Regions from separate parts of the Mus musculus genome. Here region 2 is linked to region 1. A link is a contact called in public HiChIP or PLAC-seq data. All regions are on one chromosome and are shown on one strand. Each heading gives the region's core, a stretch centred on a gene start, on an enhancer-like site or on the middle of the called end of the contact. The rest is flanking DNA. Distances are from core to core; before and after follow the strand shown. Region 1 has its middle 210 kb from the start of Cwc27. Region 2 has its middle 28 kb from the start of Adamts6.

Evidence for each region. HiChIP or PLAC-seq counts read pairs in DNA pulled down with a chosen protein or histone mark.
Region 2: an H3K27ac HiChIP or PLAC-seq map of acute myeloid leukemia shows a contact between it and region 1, with 5 times the contacts expected there. The contact joins two enhancer-like sites. A contact is called at or near these places in 2 of 115 datasets of contacts at active chromatin or transcription factors (acute myeloid leukemia and astrocytes).

Annotation. Positions count from the first base shown.
Region 1 is chr13:104,607,347-104,613,011 of GRCm38.p6, reverse strand. No RefSeq gene overlaps it. Among named protein-coding and RNA genes, the nearest start is that of Cwc27, 210 kb to the left of the region's middle. Within about 2 kb of position 2,326, at least 148 of the 459 cell types and tissues checked have an H3K27ac peak or open chromatin away from gene starts, as enhancers often do. A contact at or near this core is called in acute myeloid leukemia, where this site is marked.
Region 2 is chr13:104,256,700-104,262,364 of GRCm38.p6, reverse strand. No RefSeq gene overlaps it. Among named protein-coding and RNA genes, the nearest start is that of Adamts6, 28 kb to the left of the region's middle. Within about 2 kb of position 3,189, at least 4 of the 459 cell types and tissues checked have an H3K27ac peak or open chromatin away from gene starts, as enhancers often do. A contact at or near this core is called in acute myeloid leukemia, where this site is marked.

The DNA of each region.
Region 1 (5,665 bases), core at 1,077-3,576:
TTGAGCCAGCACCATTTGTTAAAAATGCTGTCTTTTTTCCACTGGATGGTTTTAGCTCCCTTGTCAAAGATCAAGTGATCATAGGTGTGTGGGTTCATTTCTGGGTCTTCAATTCTATTCCACTGATCTACTTGACTGTCACTGTACCAGTACCATGCAGTTTTTATCACAATTGCTCTGTAGTACAGCTTGAGATCAGGCATGGTGATTCCACCAGAAGTTCTTTTATTGTTGGGAATAGATTTTGCTATCCTAGGTTTTTTGTTATACCAGATGAATTTGCAAATTAACCTTTCTAACTCTGTGAAGAATTGAGTTGGAATTTTTATGGGGATTGCATCAAATCTGTAGATTGCTTTTGGCAAGATAGCCATTTTTACTATACTACTCCTGCCAATCCGTGAGCATGGGAGATCTTTCCATCTTCTGAGATGTCTTTGATTTCTTTGTTCAGAGACTTGAAGTTCTTATCATACAGATCTTTCACTTCCTTAGTTAGAGTCACTGCAAGGTATTTTATATTATTTGTGACTATTGTGAGGGGTGTTGTTTCCCCAATTTCTTTCTCTGCCTGTTTATGCTTTGTGTAGAGAAAGGCCATTGATTTGTTTGAGTTAACTTTATATCCAGCTACTTCACTGAAGCTATTTATCAGGTTTAGGAGTTCTTTGGTGGAATTTTTGGGGTCACTTATATATACTATCATATCATCTGCAAATAGTGATATTTTGACTTCTTCCTTTCCAATTTGTATTTCTTTAATCTCCTTTTGTTGTCTAATTGCTCTGGCTAGGACTTCAAGTACTATATTGAATAGGTAGTGAGAGAGTGGGTAGCCTTGTCTAGTCCCTGATTTTAGTGGGTTTGCTTCAAGTTTCTCTCCATTTACTTTGATGTTGGCTACTGGTTTGCTCCATATTGCTTTTATTATGTTTAGGTATGGGCCTTGAATTCCTGATCTTTCCAAGACTTTTATCATGAAGGGGTGTTGGATTTTGTCAAATGCTTTCTCAGCATCTAAGGAGATGATCATGTGGTTTTTTTCTTTGAGTTTGTTTATGTAGTGGATTATGTTGATGGATTTCCGTATATTGAACCATCCCTACATCCCTGGGATGAAACCTACTTGATCATGATGGATGATCATTTTGATGTGTTCTTGGATTCGGTTTTCGAGAACTTTATTGAGTATTTTTGCATTGATATTCATAAGGGAAATTGGTCTGAAGTTCTCTTTCTTTGTTGGGTCTTTGTGTCATTTAGGTATCAGAGTAATTATGGCTTCATAGAATGAATTGGGTAGAGTACCTTCTGATTCTATCTTGTGGAATAGTTTGAGGAGTATCGGAATTAGGCCCTCTTTGATCCAGTCCCCAGGAGGCCTTTTGTCAAGTCTTAGACACCCTGTTGCTATTTTATCCTGGTTAGTAAAGGGCATGGGACCCTGCTCATGGTTCTCCCTGTCCAGGGGTGTTGTTTAGGACTGACACTTCATCAGGAAGTCTTGCAACAGTTGACTTCCTCTTTATGAGAGATACTATGTCACAAACTTTGTCTTCAGCAGAGCCAGCGTTCTGAATACTAATCTGTGAGGAAGGCTAGACTGACCAACAATCCACACTCTGTCTAGATTTATAAAGTAGTTGGCAAGTTTGCGACAACAAAGCCATCAGTTCCTGAGCCAGCTGAGACCCACCAGCGTAACAGTGACATAAGGGTCCTAAAGATGACAATCATGGCGGTTCTCCCAGACTTGGCGACTAGCAGTCTCCCTGTTTCTTCAGAGCAACTCCCTTTCCTGGCAGTGTGGCTGTCACCTACTTAGTTCACTTGACTTTCACCATGACCTCCATCAGCGTCTGAGAGAAAAGACCCAGCCTTTTGACACCCACCAGCAACAAACCTACCAGCCCCAGATCTCCACGCCCACTCACTTCTTTTGGTCCATGAGGGTTCTTCCCCGTTCCCATTTCTGAAGGATGCTTTCCTTCTGGCCATCTAGCTCACCCAGGGTTGGAGGAAAGCCAACTCCATTCTCATCCTGTCCAATGAGGTCAGCTCCCCTCAGTCACATCCCCTAGACACTAGTTGACCCTGCTCTGCTGTCTCGGTAAAGGTCACTCAGCTTTTGAATTCTTTCCACCCACACCCCCACCCCAGTTACGTGTGATACCTTCTTAGAAACTTAAAAATAACATTTATTTCCTCAGTGGTTTTGTATATTTCCATCTGGCAAACTTTATTTTGTTCCGTGTGTTTCTAAGGGAACAGAAACGAAAATGGTTTATGTCCTGCTTCCTACACTGGCCTGCCGTTGTCAGGACCGGAAATGCCCTCAGTCCTAAGCGGGTACACCCAACCGCGAGCTCAGCCTCAAAGCAGAGGCTGTGTCAGCCACGAGGACAATGGGCATTGTTTGCTTGTTGGAATGTCTACTGCAGTGCACTTGCCTGAGTCAGTGACTTTTTAAAATTTTAATAGATTCATGCCACTTTGTCTGGATATAATTATAGTGTAAACGTGGTTTGCGTTATAACTATTACCGCAACAACCGAGTCCTGTTATTAAAATGAAAGTGAGGACAGGACAAGAAGTCAAGATGATGGGCAGTCGTTACTGGGCGGGACTCCCGGGGGCTGCTGGAGTGCAGGAAGCATTCTATTTGAGGAACCGGGTGGTAATTTTCATTCTGCCACAATTCGTTGGGTTTATTTATAGTCATATTTTTCTATGCATTTGTCCTGCTTTAATAAGTGTAATTTAAAAAAAAAAAGCAAAATATAAGACGGGATTTGATGGAGGTTGGCAGCTGAGGCCATCGCCCACTCCCACTTCACCGGCAGCATTATTTAAGTGTCTACTTTGTGATCCACAGTAAGCAAACTCTTGGACATATTACAGAGAAGGTAAGCTTGGGACCACAAGGCCTGACCTCAGGGAGCTTAGAGTCCACAGGCAGTTACAATTTACATGAAAAGTGCAAAAGTTAGGTGGTAATCTTTAATTTTAAAGAATGGCCATTTTCACTGTGAGACTTGTGTGCTGAGCACATTCGTCCCCTCAGCCTCCCGCTGATCCCCTCTTCCCAGATACTCCTCTATCTGCTTCTTTTCTTCTCCTCCCCTCTCCTCCTCCCCTCTTCTTCTTCTCCTCCTCCTCCCCTTTCCTCCTCTTCCTCCTCTTCTTGTTCCAGCACTGTATTTTATTTGGTTTCTTATTCTTTTTTTTTTTTCAAAGATTTATTTATTATGGTACATAAGTACACTGTAGCTGACTTCAGACGAACCAGAAGAGGGCGTCAGAGCTCATTACGGGTGGTTGTGAGCCACCATGTGGTTGCTGGGATTTGAACTCTGGACCTTTGGAAGAACAGACAGTGCTCTTACCCACTGAGCCATCTCGCCAGCCCTGGTTTCTTATTCTATCCTAGGTTAGCTGGCTAAAGATCATGTGCAAAAGTGAGGTCCCTGCCAGGGGTTATACCACCTAAGAAAATGTCCTTTCCTTCTCTTCGAAACTATAAACCACCCATCGATACTCAGGGAAGATGAAATCTCAGGGGAAATAGCTGCCACCCGTGGTAGGATCTAAATGGTCGGCTCTCTGGTGGTTCTTCTGTCGGAGAACTATCTCGTTCTAAAAACAACACAATACCCCACTCCACTCCTCCCTCCCTTCTAGATTGAACTAACACTTCTTAGTTTGGACAAATCTACCATGCTGAGATGTAAACATTAGAGAACTGGCCTAAGGTGTACGTGAGAGACATCTCTGCAACCTTTGCAGCTTTTCTTCATTGGCCCTATTTTAGATGTAAAGTTGTATTTTTTTAAGTGCCACGAAAATGACTGTGAGCTAGAGATTATTTTTGCATTAAGGGAATTGAAGGTGATTTCATAGATAAAAGGACATTTCGAAGGAGCCTTAAAGGAAAGGTGAGATTATTAGAAAAGGAAACAGGATGGCCAGTGGGGGAGGAGCACGCAATACAAGAAAGAAGTCTACAAACGTGCACAGCTGAGCAAGAAAGAATCATGTGGGGAAAGCATGGGAAAGGACCGGGCACCTCAGAGAAACTAAGATAAAACTCTAGATTTAGTTCTTTGGCTTTATCTTGTGGTGTTGGGATAAAATCTTGCACATTAGACCAGTGCTTTTCCCAATAAGCCATACCCCCAAGTAAATGGTTAAAAGGTAGGTAGAGTGCGTGCGCGCACACGCGCACACACACACCTCTGAATTACTGATAAAATTCATTGTTTTACAATGCATGGTCACTTGAAAACAGAAACTAACACAGTTAAGTCAGCCACACATACCACGTGTGTGCATCTGCACTGAGGTGAAGGGATTAAACAGTTCAGAAGCATCCCCTGCGTGCCCCTGCGTGCCCCTGCGTGCCCCCTGCGTGCCCCTGCGTGCCCCCTGCGTGCCCCTGCGTGCCCCCTGCGTGCCCCTGCGTGCCCCTGCGTGCCCCCTGCGTGCCCCTGCGTGCCCCTGCGTGCCCAGTGCTCAGGGTACGTTAGCTCTTTTAATCACTCCGAGAGCCTTATGAAGCAGCTGTTCTTGTTTTATTTTACAGATAGAAAATCGAGAACTTGTTTGCATCCAACAAACACAAAAGTCATAAATATAAGAAGTAGATACAGCCACCTGAGGTCTCGTTCGCTTCCAACAAACACAAAAGTCATAAATGTCTAAAGAAGGTGGTGCGCTTGGTGCCAGAATGTGCTTCAGCCGTTAAAATGGAAACAGCTTTACGCTTACATTTTACTTAAATCTATTTTAACTGAAGAGAAACTCAGCTGGGACTAATTTAAGTTCTTCAAGACACAATGGCCTTGATAAAGCCATTTATCAAGTGGTTTTATGAAATAATTCAGAGGAGTATGTTTGGCAAGGGGGCAATTATCCCAGAGTACCTAAGTGCAATGAGCCTGGCCTGCATGGGACAGACACAGTATGGAAGGGTTCACCCCAGTCTCAGAAAGTCATCTCTTGTCTCTTGTAGACCGAGAACAGAAACAACTACGCTGTATCACGTGTACACAGACATCCCAGCTCCCAGCTGCGATCATGTCTGCATCCACCTAAGAAAAGTGGAAAGGATTTAGCGTTACTGTTCGGGGTTTCTAGAGACATGACTTGCCTTCAGAAAAAGAGTCAAATTGCTCTGTAGTTGAAAGTCACATGGCTTAACAATCCATATTGTCATTTTCCTTTCCCCTAGTGACTACGGCAAGACGAAGTCTTTTTGACGGGTTTGTGTGGGATTTTTAGTGACTCCCTTAATCAGGCAAAAATGAGTTCCTCAACAATCAATAATTGCCAATTAGGAATTCACCTTTTGTTGCTTTCTAAGATGTCCCATCACGAAAATAAACCATAAAACCATTTCTGCCTCTCATGTGTGGACGAGAACGAAATCCTTGAATGGAATTTTTGTTTCACTCTAGATGCTCTGCACCCTGTATCTGCAGCCTGGTGGTAGGCAGGCAACCAGCCGGGCAGTGAAGAAGGCATCTTGTGCTTGATCCTGCCACTCGGCATCCCAGGGTGTGATGAAAACTGGAACAAATCTGGAAACCGTGGAGGTGCCAGAAGGTTACAGTCAGAAGACGGAATTATTTGAGTCAGTCGGGAATGTCTGGTTCTCTTGGGTTAG
Region 2 (5,665 bases), core at 1,940-4,439, 350 kb after region 1:
TCTTACTTTGTAGGAATGCAGTACTCTTCATTCAGAGCAACACTATTATCCTGAGAACTAAGCATCTCTGTAATCTCTAACTGAATAAAAATTATATTATGGTGACATTTTCTAGAGATAGTCAACTCAGTTTGAGAAGATAACTGTACTGGTTAGTTTGATTTTGGGGCTTTTGTTTTGTCCAACTCAAAACTATTCAGAGTCATCGAGAAAAAGACCTTAATTTAGAAAATATTCCCATCCGACTGGAATGTGGGGTATTCTTTTCTTTTTTCTTTCTTTCTTTTTTTTTTTTCAATGATGATTGATATGGAAGGACCCTTTGGGCTGTGCCATTCCTGGGCAGGTGGTCCTGATGAGCATAAAAATGTAAACTGAGAAAGCCAGGAAGAATACAGCAGTAAGCAGGACTCTGCTTGAGTTCCTGCCTCCAGATTCCTGCCCTGCCTGAATTCCCTCAGTGATTTGGCAGTGAGCTGGTAGTATAAGCCAATAAACTCTTTCCTCCCAAGTTTATTTTGGTCATGGTCTTTATCACAGTTAATGGAAAGCAAAAGACAATACCCGTAGTATGGATTCTTTTTTAATATATAATTTTTTATGTTCATTGTTATTTTGCCTGCATGTATGCCGGTGTGAATGTCAGAAGACCTGAACTGGAGTTACACACAGAGGTACTGTCATGTGGGTGCTGAAAGTTAAACCCAGCTTCTCTGAAAGGGCAGCTAATGCTCTTAATTGCCGAGCCATCTCTCTAGCCCCAATCAATTCTTTTCAAGTGCTTGCTTCCCAGTGAAGAGGACTACATTACTACAAAAAGCAAAATATTGCTTGTTATAAAAGATTTTGCCAGTGGTGGTGGCGCACACCTTTAATCCCAGCACTTGGGAGGCAGAGGCAGGCGGATTTCTGAGTTCGAGGCCAGCCTGGTCTACAGAGTGAGTTCCAGGATAGCCAGGGCTATACAGAGAAATCCTGTCTCGAAAAAACAAACAAACAAACAAACAAACAAAGATTTTAAAGAGTAGCTAGTGCCTGGTTTGGTTATATGGCAACACCTACTGCTTCTCTGGCCTTCATTTGGCTATATTGTACTGTCTCCTGGAACACAGATATTCCTGTGTTCCTAGGCTTCCTCCTTCCTCTCTTTTAAGTGCATCTAGGATCCTAGCCTATTGGAGTGCTACCAAACTTTAAGGAGGTCTTTCCTGTCTTTTTATTAATCCTCTCTAGATAACATCTTGAGGAGGGAGATTTGTGGTTTACTAATTTGTGGTTTACTAGTGTGGTTTACTAATTCCCTCAAAGTTTTCTAAAGACATGTGATATTGAGCATCTTTTCAGACACATATTTGACATCTCTTCATCTTTTTCTGTGATCTCCAACCTAATATTTTAACCAGCCTTTACCCTCCAATTATTTTTTGTTGTTTTATATTTTTGAAGCTATTCTGAGTATTTTTTCTTTCCATAAAAACTTGGAGTTGGTCATCAAGATCTCAAAAATAACTTGCTAGGATTTTTTATTGAGATGGAATTCAACCTATAGATAAAATAACAGTATAACTTCTTATTCATGAATATACTTCCATTTACTTAGATCTTGGATTTCTTCTATCAGATGTTTGTGCTTTGTTTACACAAACATTTCACATATTTTGTTAAGACTTATGACTTAGACACTGTACTGGCTAGTTTTGTGTCAACTTGACACAGGCTGGAGTTATTGCAGAGAAAGGAGCTTCAGTTGGGGAAATGCCTCCATGAGATCCAGCTGTAAGGCATTTTCTCAATTAGTGATCAAGGGGGAAAGGCCCCTTGTGCGTGGAACCATCTCTGGGCTGGTAGTCTTGGGTCTATAAGAGAGCAGGCTGAGCAGGCCAGGGGAAGCAAGCCAGTAAAGAACATCCCTCCATGGCCTCTGCATCAGCTCCTGCTTTCTGACCTGCTTGAGTTCCAGTCCTGACTTCCTTTAGTGATGAACAGCAATGTGGAAATGTAAGCTGAAACCCTTTCCTCCCCAACTGCTTCTTGGTCATGATGTTTTGTCCAGGAATAGAAACCCTGACAGTTACTTTCCCTGTATTTCTGATAAAATACTCCGGCAAAAGTAACTTAATGAACAAAAGGTTAATTGGCTCACAGTTTAAAGTCCATCATTTCAGAGAAATCACAGCAGCAGGAGGTTGAAGCAACTGGTCACACTGTACTCACAGTCAAGAGGCAGAGAACAATGAATTCTTATGTTGAGATCTTTCTCCTTTTTATATAGTGTAATATAAGTAGTGCATCAACCAGGTGCCACCCATCTTGGATGAATCTTACCACGTCAATTCACCTAGTAAACATAATTCCATATAAGCTTGCCCAGAGGCCTATCTCCCAGGTGATGCAGATCTTACCAAGATAACAAAGGAAATTAATCAGCCATCGAATTTAAACCCCTTATCAATCTGACACCCAAATGCATCATTTCAAGTCATAACCTTAGCCAGTGTGGTGGCGTACTTTAATTCTAGGACTCAGGGGACAGAGGCACTCTGTGAATTTGAGGCCATTTGGGTCTACATAGCAAGTAAAATTCTGACTCTCCTATCCATACCCTCTATGCCTGCCTGTCTTACTCTCTTTGTCTACTTCTCATATACACACACACTTTTCACTCCTAGTTTGCAAAATCTTTTATTTCAAAAGGCAAAATATAGAACAACTTTGAAAGCCCCTCAAGTCTTTATCAATTCCAATTACCTTAGTCCTAAATCCATATAGTAATCTCTTTTAACTGTGAGCTCCTGGGGGGTTGTGGGGGAGGTCTACAATGACAGAGTAAACATTCCCATCAAAAAATGCATGAATCAGGAGATAGCAAGAAATAATCAGACCAAAATCCAGCAAGGAAAACAAATCCTGAAGCTTTATGCCCAGCATCAGGGTTTTGTAATGAAATTAATCAGGCTTCAAAGGATTCTCTAATTTTGCCCCTTTTGCTGTCTCTACTGCAGTATTCCTCCAAGATGGTCCATGATTATAGCATTTCCAACATCCGGGATAGGTGGGGTCCGCTATTGCAATTTGCCTTCACTTTCACACAAAAGCTTCTAAGAGCCATTTTTGTAGGAACTCTGACCCTGCCACACATTGCCTTCTCTCAGTTCCTGTGAAACCATTGTGAAAGACTTCATGGCCCACTCAGTCTTGCATCATCCATGCCTACTGTGGTGCTTTCAGTGAAAAATATGCCTTATAGGCGCAGGTATCTGAACACTTGGTACACAGTAGCACTGTTTGGAAAGGCTCAGGAGCTATGGGTTTGCTAGCTATGGGTTTCCCTTGGTGTATGTATGTATCCTGGCATCTTGGACTAAACTGCCAATTTCTGTATGCTGATCATGGAGAAACATATCCTTGGCTGTTAGTCATATATTTTTAGAAGCAAATAGGTTTGGGTTTTCACAAGATGGAGTGTGAAGTGGATAGGATTTTGTTCAAGATATGTTTTTAAAAATAATTCATTTATTTTTATTTTATATGTATTGTGCTTTGCCTGTATGTATGTCTGTGTGAGGGTGTAAGATCTTAGTTACATACAGCTGTGAGCTGCCATATGGGTGCTGAGAATTGAACCTGGGTCCTCTAGAAGAGTAGTAAGTGCTCTTAGCTGCTGAGCCATCTCTTCAGCCCCTTCAATATATTCTTTCTTCCTTCCTTTTCTTTTCTTTTCTTTTTTCTTTCTTTCTTCTTTTCAAGGCAGGGCTTCTCTGTGTAGCCCTGGCTGTTCTGGAACTCGCTCTGTAAATCAGGCTGGCCTCGAACTCAGAAATCTGCCTGTCTCTGCCTCCTAAGTGCTGGGATTAAAGGTGTGTGGCACCACTGCATGGCCCTTCAATATATATATATATTTTAAAAGATTTATTTATTATGTGTAAGTACACTGTAGCTTTCTTCAGACACTCCAGAAGAGGGCGTCAGCTATCATTTACGGATGGTTGTGAGCCACCATATGGTTGCTGGAAATTGAACTCAGGACCTTCAGAAGAGCAGTCAGCACTCTTAACCTCTGAGCCATCTCTCCCCTTTCAATATATCTTATTGACCCAGTGGAATTCAGACTTTTCTTCAGAGATGTACTGGCTAGTTTTGTCAACTTGACACAAGGTATAGATATCAGATAGGAAGGACCCTGACTTAGAAAATGCCCCAGAAGTTCACGTTGTATGCAATTTTTGTAGTGATTGATGGGGGTAGCCCAGTCTATTGTAAGTGGTTCCACTCCTGGGCTATTGGTCCTGGCATTTATAGGAAAGCAGGTGAAGTAAGTCATAGGGAGCAAGCCAGTAAGCAGCACCCATCCACAGCCTCTGATAAACTGGGCCTTCACTGTACACACATCTCTCAGCATTCTTGTCTTCCCACAACAATAACACATTAAGCTCTTTTTCTAGCATACTTGGGTTTTTCTGGTCAAATATCCAAACTCTTCTGCATTCCCACCACAAACCAGTATCAAGGACCTAAATACCAAATGGTAATGTATATCACAGCAACAACCTGCTCCTAGTACAAATCCATCTTGTCTTTTTTTTAAAAGCAGTAAATGCAGGCATATATACATATATGTGTCTATATATTCTGAGTATATGTGTGTGTGTGTGTGTGTGTGTGTATATATATATATATATATATATATATATATATATATATATACATATATGTTTTATTTATGAGTACACTGTTGCTGTCTTCAGACACACCAGAAGAGGGCATCAGATCCCATTAACAGATGGTTGTGAGCCACCATATGGTTGCTGGGAATTGAACTCAGGACCTCTGGAAGAGCAATTGGTGTTCTTAAGCACTGATCCATCTCTCCAGCCCACCAAATCCACCTTTTCAACCTCCAGTGGTAAATTACCTTAAAAAAAAAAAGGCAATGTGAGAGAATTCAACCCAGTTTGAGAAAGTCTATCACTGTGCAGAAGTCACAAAATAGCTTAATTAATTTAATTTAAATAGCTTGGGGAAGCTATTTAAATTGCATCCACACAAGAAATAGAAATGAATGCTTATGCTAAGTACACACCCTCTTTTTTCTTATATATATCTGTGTGTATATATATACATATATACACACACACATACACACACACACACACACACAAATACACACTTGTATTGAAGAGCAAGCATATGACATGGCATGACACATCAAGGTCAGAGGACAAGCTTTCCTAAGTTGGCTTCCTCCCTCCAACATGTGGTATCCAGGGATCAAACTCAGGTTCTCAGGCTTGACAGTCAACACTTTTACTAATTGATCTATCTCACTGGTCCTCAGTTCTTACTTTTTCTTCTTTTTTTCTTTTTCTTTTTTCTTTTTTTTTTGAGACAGGGTTTCTCTGTGTAGCCCTGGCTGTCGTGGAACTCACTCTGTAGACCAGGCTGGCCTCAGATTCAAAAATCCAACTGCCTCTGCCTCCCAAATGCTGGGATTAAAGGCGTGCGCCACCACTGCCCAGCACAGTTCTTAATTTTTATACAGTACAGGATTTCATTGCAAGCAATGGTGCCACTCATAGTGGCACATCAAGTAATCTAAAGATACTCTCCACAGGAATACATAGCACAGGTGACTAGATTTCCAAGTCATTGGGATTAACCATCATAT